2 separate regions of the Sus scrofa genome follow, and region 1 is linked to region 2. The links are chromatin contacts, called in public HiChIP or PLAC-seq maps. All regions are on one chromosome and are shown on one strand. The core of a region is the stretch at or near the end of the contact, and the rest is flanking DNA. Distances in the headings are between cores, read along the strand shown.

What was found. HiChIP or PLAC-seq counts read pairs in DNA pulled down with a chosen protein or histone mark.
Region 1: a contact with region 2 is called in an H3K27ac HiChIP or PLAC-seq map of skeletal muscle. The contact joins two enhancer-like sites. A contact is called at or near these places in 3 of 47 Hi-C or Micro-C datasets (epiblast stem cells, heart right ventricle and retroperitoneal adipose tissue) and 2 of 2 datasets of contacts at active chromatin or transcription factors (alveolar macrophages and skeletal muscle).

The regions. Positions count from the first base shown.
Region 1 is chr17:17,967,115-17,971,258 of Sscrofa11.1, forward strand. All of the region lies in intron 2 of PLCB4 (1-phosphatidylinositol 4,5-bisphosphate phosphodiesterase beta-4), which reads left to right. Among named protein-coding and RNA genes, the nearest start is that of PLCB4, 53 kb to the left of the region's middle. Within about 2 kb of position 2,722, at least 21 of the 83 cell types and tissues checked have an H3K27ac peak or open chromatin away from gene starts, as enhancers often do. A contact at or near this core is called in skeletal muscle, where this site is marked.
Region 2 is chr17:17,711,233-17,715,458 of Sscrofa11.1, forward strand. All of the region lies in intron 32 of PLCB1 (1-phosphatidylinositol 4,5-bisphosphate phosphodiesterase beta-1), which reads left to right. Among named protein-coding and RNA genes, the nearest start is that of PLCB4, 200 kb to the right of the region's middle. Within about 2 kb of position 1,534, at least 22 of the 83 cell types and tissues checked have an H3K27ac peak or open chromatin away from gene starts, as enhancers often do. A contact at or near this core is called in skeletal muscle, where this site is marked.

The DNA of each region.
Region 1 (4,144 bases), core at 1,472-3,971, 260 kb after region 2:
GTCTTTCCTCCTGGTTTTTATCTAAAATGTTTTTTCTACAATTAAAGGCAGACACATCTGCCTTGAATGTAGCCCACCTTACAAATGTGTGTTCATGTGTTCCTTTCACGCATTCTTTATTTCCTTTATCACAGAAATGTCCTGGAATCTTAGCATTGAACAACTACTGTGACTTTTTTATTGTCTAGTTGAAAGTGGCAGGAGTCAGGAGAAATGTGTACTTTAAAATGCATTCAGGGGTTTTCTGTCATTGCGCAGTGGAAACGAATCCAACTAGGAACCATGAGGTTGCGGGTTCTATCCCTGGCCTCGCTCAGTGGGTTAAGGATCCGGTGTTGGCATGAGCTGTGGTGTAGGTCTAAGACGAGGTTTGGATCTGGCAGTGGATCTGGCTTGGATCTGGCATAGGCCAGCAGCTATTGCTCCGATTAGACCCCTATGCTGGGAACCTCCATGTGCCACGGGTGTGGCCCTAAAAAGCAAAAAAAAACCAAACCAAAACAAAATGAAAAAAATGCATTTATCTTGGAGTACCTGCCGTGGCACAGTGGGTTAAGAATCTGGCTGCAGTGGCTCAGGTTGCTTTGGAGGAGGCGGGTCAAGGATCCAGCATTGCCACTGGATCAGCAATGGATTCAGTCCCTGGACGGGAATTTCCATATGTGGTCATTAAAAAAAAAAAAATCTTTATGAACAAGGGTTTAGATAAGTTTTGGAGCTCTGTTGAAACACTGTCCTCTTTATTAGTTGTCTCAGCCTGATTGATAACTGTCACTTCTTCGAACATAGATGGTGCACCATTTAAATACTATAAACTATCTTGTAAGAACTTTCTTTTAAGAACAGCGTATCTGGGCCAGGCCTGGAACCCTTCACAGACTATGCAATTCCTGGGCAAGAGCTTTGCTTTTAAAGAAGAGCTGAAAAGCATCCTGGGTACTTTTGGCCTGGAGATTCCTTGTAGAGTATGCAAATTTCCCCCAAGGAAAACTGAATTTGCATGCAAAAGCTCTCACTATAATTACAACAATTTACTCCTTAAAAAAAAAAAAAAAATTCAGCTTCTCAGCATGCTAAGTATAAGGTTTTCTCTTTCCCACCAAGACAGGTCTTGCTGAAGGACTGACTGCTGAAAAGCCTCATTCCAGCATCCTAAAGCAGATAAAATGAGACATTATCAGCTTTGAAATGCACAGTGCGTGGAGGTGGGGCAGAGAATTGTGGTCCTGTGTGCCCTGAACATCAGATGTGTGAGTGTGCAAGATACTGTCTGATGGTTTGTATGTGGAAGAAAAAAATTAATGGACTCACTGTAAGCAGGGGGGAAAAAGTTTGGTCATCAAGTTTTCCTTTTTCTGAGGGTGGTGCTTATGTAGTTTAAATTGTAATAAAAATTAAAATGCCTGAAATGTTTGAGAGGTGGAATCCTCTGTTGCTTTAGCTCTTGGGTACTTTCCGGAACGCTTTCTCAGATAGCAACACAAAACCCTGGCAGGCCCCCAGGAGAACATTCTTTGAAGACCTCGCTGGCAACTGGGAATGAGAACGTCACGTTCTGGCCGTGCAGAGTGCAAGCAGGGCCGGCCGGTAGTCTCCGTTCTGAGGTTGCTTGTTGTCCATGTAAAGCATATACTTTTATTATTTTTTTCAGTTATGTTGTAGATGGGCTACCCAAAGAAACAGCTTTATCTTGGTCAGGAAAGTCAGGGAATTGGTGATTTGGGGATAGTCCCATATTACTAGAGATACTTTGATTACCTCTATGGATTGTTCGTTTTCTAATCACCAGTGTTGTTAAAAGGCTCCATTTTGTTGGTTGTTTTGCAGCCCAAGTTGCAAAATTACTAAATAAGTTAATACACCAGATTGCTCAAGGAATACCAAAATAATTAAACCTCCATTTGATTCTGAACCACTTTGTGTCCCTGGGTCATTAGCAATATGCATTAATGTAGAAGTCTAGTTGTTGGGGGTCCCTGTGGCTGCAGCATGTGGAAGTTCCCGGGCCAGGGCTGGAACCTGTGCCACAGCAGTGACAGTGCCAGATCCTTAACTGCTAGACCACCAGGGAATTCCCCGGGGGTCCCTGTTAATAGAATGCCCAACAGATGGAGTCAGGTGGCTATACTGGAGGGCCAGAATCAAGCTGACAACTTGACTTTTGCTCAAGATGTGATGTCTAGTCTGGAGGGGCTTATATCTGTTGGAGGCACAGATTTCTGATGATTCAGACTTGACCTAGGACCATGCATACTAAAGTGTTCAGATGTTAGGAAGCAGGTGCTAGGGACAGAGAAGAGATGAGGATAACTGGATTGCCGAATTCTGAGCTAACAATGACTGGCTCAGGTAGCATTTGCAGGGGAAGTTCGAATGAGAGAAAGTGCACAGCTAGAGGGTTCGAGGTGAGGGTGCATGTTAACCTTGTCAGGGAGGGAAATGATAGCTAATCTGGGTTCCCTGAATGAAGAGGAGGTGGTAAATACTGACACTGAAGCTTGTTCCAAAGGCTCAGCCTCCCCCCTTCTCCTACTGTTCAGCCAGGAAATGATGAGTGATGACTGTCACTCGAGATGAGCCAAGAAGGAAAAGGATCAAGTTCTGTTTGTGCGCTGAGGAAGGAAGCAGCTTAGAGCAGCGGCCAGTGGGAGATTCTCACAGACCTGGGTGCCAAGGCCTCTCCTCATGTCACCCGGAGTCCTTGCAGCATGTCTCAGCTGCCTGCTTCCCCAATAAAAGGCTGCTTTCTGGAACCCTTTTGTGGCACTTGGGGAGAATTAACATAGTTTCCTGAGATGCCTGAGTGGTGACATTTCTTCCTGTCCAAGCACACTGCTGTGAAAGGACATGCTTCCTCTGATGGCCTTGACTGACCTCATAGTTAGGGGCTGGTAACCTGGGGGAGGTGAGCTGTGACACCAGCCTTTGGCTGCTGATGTTCGGCCATAAATTCGTTACCGTTGACTGAACTTCACCTAGTATCTGGCCTCACTGGCCCTCTCCCTTACTCTCCTACTTAATGAGGCATTACTTTTGCAAACAGTATCCTTTATGGGCCTTATTTTGCTTGAAGAAAGGTGAAAGACGTCATAGATTTTTCTGCTCTAGTTGCCTTTTTTATTTTGAGTAGTGAACCTTAGTCTAAGGGATTAGTTCCTCTGTGGAAAAAATGAGTCTGTGGACTACTTTAAAATTTCCATAAATTCTATTTTATCCATTTTTTATTTTTTGCTTTTCATGGCCGCACCCACAGCATTTGGAAGTTCCCAGGCTAGGGGTTGAATCAGAGCTGTAGCTGATGGCCTATGCCACAGGCATAGCAACGCCAGAACCAAACCACATCTGTGACACCACAGCTCATGGCAACACCAGATCCTTAACCCACTGAGCAAGTCCAGGGATTCAACTCACGTCCTCATGGATACTGGTTGGATTTGTTGAGCCACAATGGAAACTCCCTATTTCATCCGTTTTTTAAATCCTCAAGTAATCAAAACCACAACAGTGCCTGATGATTCTCAAAGAACTTGACATGTGAACATTTAAAAAAATTAATTTTTTTTTTTTTTGGTCTTTTGTTGTTGTTGCTATTTCTTGGGCCGCTCCTGCGGCATATGGAGGTTCCCAGGCTAGGGGTTGAATCGGAGCTGTAGCCACCGGCCTACGCCAGAGCCACAGCAACGCAGGATCCGAGCCGCGTCTGCAACCTACACCACAGCTCACGGCAACGCCAGATCGTCGACCCACTGAGCAAGGGCAGGGACCGAACCCGCAACCTCATGGTTCCTAGTCGGATTCGTTAACCACTGTGCCACGACGGGAACTCCATTTTTTTTTTTTTTTTCTTTTTGCCTTTTCTAGGGCTGCTCCCGAGGCATGTGGAGTTTCCCAGGCTAGGGTCGAATTGGAGCTGCCACTGCTGCCCTACACCAGAGCCACAGCAACAGGGGATCCGAGCCACGTCTTTGACCTACACTGAAGCTCATAGCAACACCGGATCCTTAACCCACTGAGCAAGACCAGGGATCGAACCTGAAACCTCATGGTTCCTAGTCGGATTCGTTAACCACTGCACCATGACCGGGAACTCCAAAATGTTTTTATTTATTTATTTTATTTATTTATTTTTTTTTCATTTTTTTTA
Region 2 (4,226 bases), core at 284-2,783:
CCAAATCATTGTTTTCTTTCTGATTCCCCCCACTCTTTCCCCTCTGTGTCATGTTTCTTGTTTTCTTATACTCTTCGCCCGACATTTCTACCTCCCTAGTGCCAGATATCACAGGCAGAGGAAGCTTAATACGCCAGCATAATTACATCCAAGCAGCCCCTGGACAGCCCCCAGGGTCCTGGAAGTGAGTTCTGACTTTACCAGGACCCCCAGGGAGTGGCCACTGTGCAACAGTCCATAGAGCAATGAGGGGAATTTGAGGACCAGAGAGGCAAGATGAGCTGGTTATCCCTGATAACAGCCTTTACCAACCACAGGACTTTAAAAATGCCACAAAAATACAGATACATAGGAAAGTTTCTGAAATTATCTTACCCGGGGGGGGCAGAAAAAGGGCATTTCAAAGAAACAAAGGGCATACAAGACATAAAATAAATTATTAGTCCATAGGTAAGAGCCTGGGAGAAAAAAAAAATGAAATGCCCAAGTCATAAATGAACAGCTTGATCATTTTTTAAAAAGATAATGAAATTATCACTTAAATCAAGATGCAGAATATTACCAGCCTCCTTGCACTAGTCCAATCAATACCACCTCCATCGTAAAATAAACACAGTGCTGACTGCAGTCAATATAGAGATTTTTTTTCTAGAAGTTTGGGCACTCTCTATTAAGAGGATCATACAATCTGTAGTCTTCTGCATCTGGCATTACTTATTTGTTGTATGTAGTCATGGTTGGGTTTTTCTCATTGTTATACAGTATTTTAATACATCACAATTTTATTTTCCCATTTCACTGTTGATAGAAACTTGGGTTGTTTCCAGTTTTTGACTATTGTAAGAAACGCTGCTACAAACACTTGTACTACAGTGAAAAATGTGAAGACCTAAAGATAATTGCCTCAAAATTATAAATTCAATCCAGGCAAAGGAAAGAAAACAATCCCTCTTCTGTGTGAATCTCTTGAACAACGACACCCAAAATGGGATATTTTTTGCCTCTGCGACAATTTCCTGTGCGGAGACCTTTTATAAGATGGTGTGGGCTCCAGCCAAAGCGTTATTCTACAGAGAAAATGCTCTTCCAAGCTCTAAACATTTACTTGTCATAAAGTGTTTCTAGTACAGGATCTCTTGCTTCTTAAAGTTCACTCTACGCCACTGCACTTTTTGAAAGACCTACACTAGTGACTGTTTTGCAAACCGAACAAAATCCTAAGAGGATTTCCACTTTGGAAAAAAACATGAGAACAGTGTTCAGCATCTGTTTGGCGGCGGACCCCAGGCTGGGAGAAGGACACCGCCAAAATCCTTCCTTGGGAATAACTCTCAGCATCACAGCATCAGGCTCCCAGAGCTTTCAGCTGTTGTCTGTGAGCATCTGTGCTTTATCTCAGTTTATTTTGTGCATCCATTAGCAAGATGTGTCCTTAGGAAACGGCTTCTTCACTTTAGGCCATGTCTGCTTACAAAGGTTCCCTAGGAACGCTCTACTTTCAGAGAATGGGGGAAACCTGCAGGGTAAGGTACCATTTCACCACTAGAGGGCAAGGGTGACTTCGCAGCACTTGCCTTTGCCAGAACTGTAGTCAAAATGATGAATCACGGGGAGGCAGAAACAAGAAGCCAGAGAGAAAAGGGGTGAGTACTGCAAAACAAAATAAACACTCATAAGCTTAAACTTTCCTGGGTAGGGAGGGTATGAAAAAAAAATCACCCATGAGCCACTATCTAACTTTCTTTCTGTCTTTCCTTTCCCCTTCCCATTTTTAAAAATCGATTCCATGGTCCTCAGTTATTGAAACTACCACTCCGCAGGGTGGGACTGAGTCAGATCTTAGAGGGCATTTTTCAGCGCAACCTAGAGCCTTGGTTAGGGAGAGAGGGAGGTTTATGTAACCCCCAAAGCCTCAGGGGTGCTCAGCAACCAACAGGGAGTCCTGGCACCTCCTCTTCCTTACAAGTCATATTTCTTCCAGAAATAAAACCAGAGTGTTTACTAAAATCAAGGCACTGGTGGGTAAGGCTGCCAGCTACCCCACCTGTCCTCCCTTCATCCCCTCTACCTCCTACAAAGTTCCCCAAGATCACCAATCGAGATGTGTTGTCTTTGGCAGGGTTAGGAGAGGTCGGGAAATTCATTATGAAGCCGAGTTGCCTTTAGACTATTTATAATAAATTTCTACTAGAAAAGGACATTTGGCTGACAACTGTTTTCTTCTGCCTTCGCATGACCAAATACAGTAAGAATTCAAAATGAAAACTGAAAAGCAAGGAAGAAAAGCCTACAGCTGGAGCAGTCTGTTTTCACATCTCACGCTGACAGATGACAAACTCGGAAAGGAGCCCCCTGTGTATTCTCTGTCCCCATTCTTTCCTCCTGCTTCTCCGAAGAGCTAAGAAGCCTTCTCTGTTAGCCAAGACTCCTTTGCGCTGCAGCTTAATTTTCCTGGCGTAATTTTAACTACAGATCATGTCTACAGTGCAGCAATTAATGGATAGCCTAAAGACTTATTATTTCAAACTAATTGATATGTAGGAAAAGTTTAAATAACATAACAGAGAAGGGGAAATTTTAAATGATGTGTGTGCACCGTGAAATTTAGAATTTCTCTCCGTTTTGGAAGTCGCGAAAACAACTGATTAATAAGGGGATGTGACCAAAATGTAGAATCGATCTGAAAATCTTTCCCTGTTGATATTCTTGAGAAGAGAGAAAGATTAGAAGAGAGGAAGATTAGACATTTCAGAAAAAGGGGGTGGGGAGTAGGTCCTCCCTACCCACCTCCCACAGCCTAACACACACACCCCCCCCAGAATGAGGGGATTGTCTGATTGATAAATAAATAAATAAAGGGAGTTCCCACTGTGGCTCAGCAGTAACAAACCTGGCTAGTATAAATGAGGATGTGGTTTCAATCCCTGGCCTCATTCGGTGGGTTAAGGATCCGGCATTGCCATGAGCTGCAGTGTAGACATTGCTGTGTCTGTGGAATAGGCCGGCAGCTACAGCTCCAATCTGACCCCTAGCCTGGGAACTTCCATGTGCCATGGGTACAGCCCTAAAAAGACAAAAAAAAAAAAAAAATTATCTGAAGAAAGAATACTCTTCAAATGGAAAAGAACAGGAACATTTTAAGAAGAGATTGAGACCTATGATGCTAGACTATGTCGGCAATATTTTCAACATCAGAGCTCAGAGTTTGTAAGGAAACAATTCATAGCAATCATAAACTACAGAGGAGGAAACCAAACTACCTTTAAAATGTTCTTTTTCACACTGGATCCATGTCATGAAAATATCTGAATGACTTTAGCCAAGTCATTTAAACTAACCTGTCTTTGGTCTTTTCAAATATAAAATTGCCACATGGATTAGTGACTTTTCAGGACCCATCAGTTCTAACCACCTACTTTATTTAAGCAGCTATACACACTTTTTAATAGATGTTACATCAAGTGTATGGAATTGTATAAATAATAATCCTTAGTTAATGACACCTTGCTCACTGGTTCATGAAAGACCATATTGGTCTGTTTATAAGTACCTGTGAAATAATTATACAACACAAAAAACTAGAACACTGGTTTTTCCCCCCTCTGATACCCCTGCCTCTCTCCCAATCCTCTATCCTCCAAGGTAGCCATTAATCTAAATCTTGTGTGTATAATTCTTGTATCTTTATATTTACATAGGCATAGATATACATATACATTATGCATATAATTGTATATATACATACATATGCATATGGACAGATGTATGCATGCATATCATATGCATATGTAGTCATATAACATGTTTTTATTTTTTATTTTTAGTTTTCAATTTCATAAAATAGCATCATATGCCGTAAAATATCATAGTGAGGTATGATAACAATACACACTAACCCCAACATATGTGCTCATGTATCCATTCTAAGTCACATAAAAGAAACAAAGTCCCTCCACCTGGCCTCTCATCTGCCCCCAGGTGAGCCCAGGCTCACTCACATGCTGGTAGCAAGGTTCAATAAGCAAGAGAGGAAGTATAGGAGGCCTTTGAGAAATAGAACCAGGACAGTATCAGTATCACCTTCATCATATTCTATTAACCCCAAAAAAAAAAAAAAAGCAATCACCATTGAGGAGTGAAAAAGTGTGGCTTTTTAAAAAATCAATCTACCAGACTGGTGATATATGCACTTTTATTTTTTCTCATTTAAACAATTTTCATAAAAC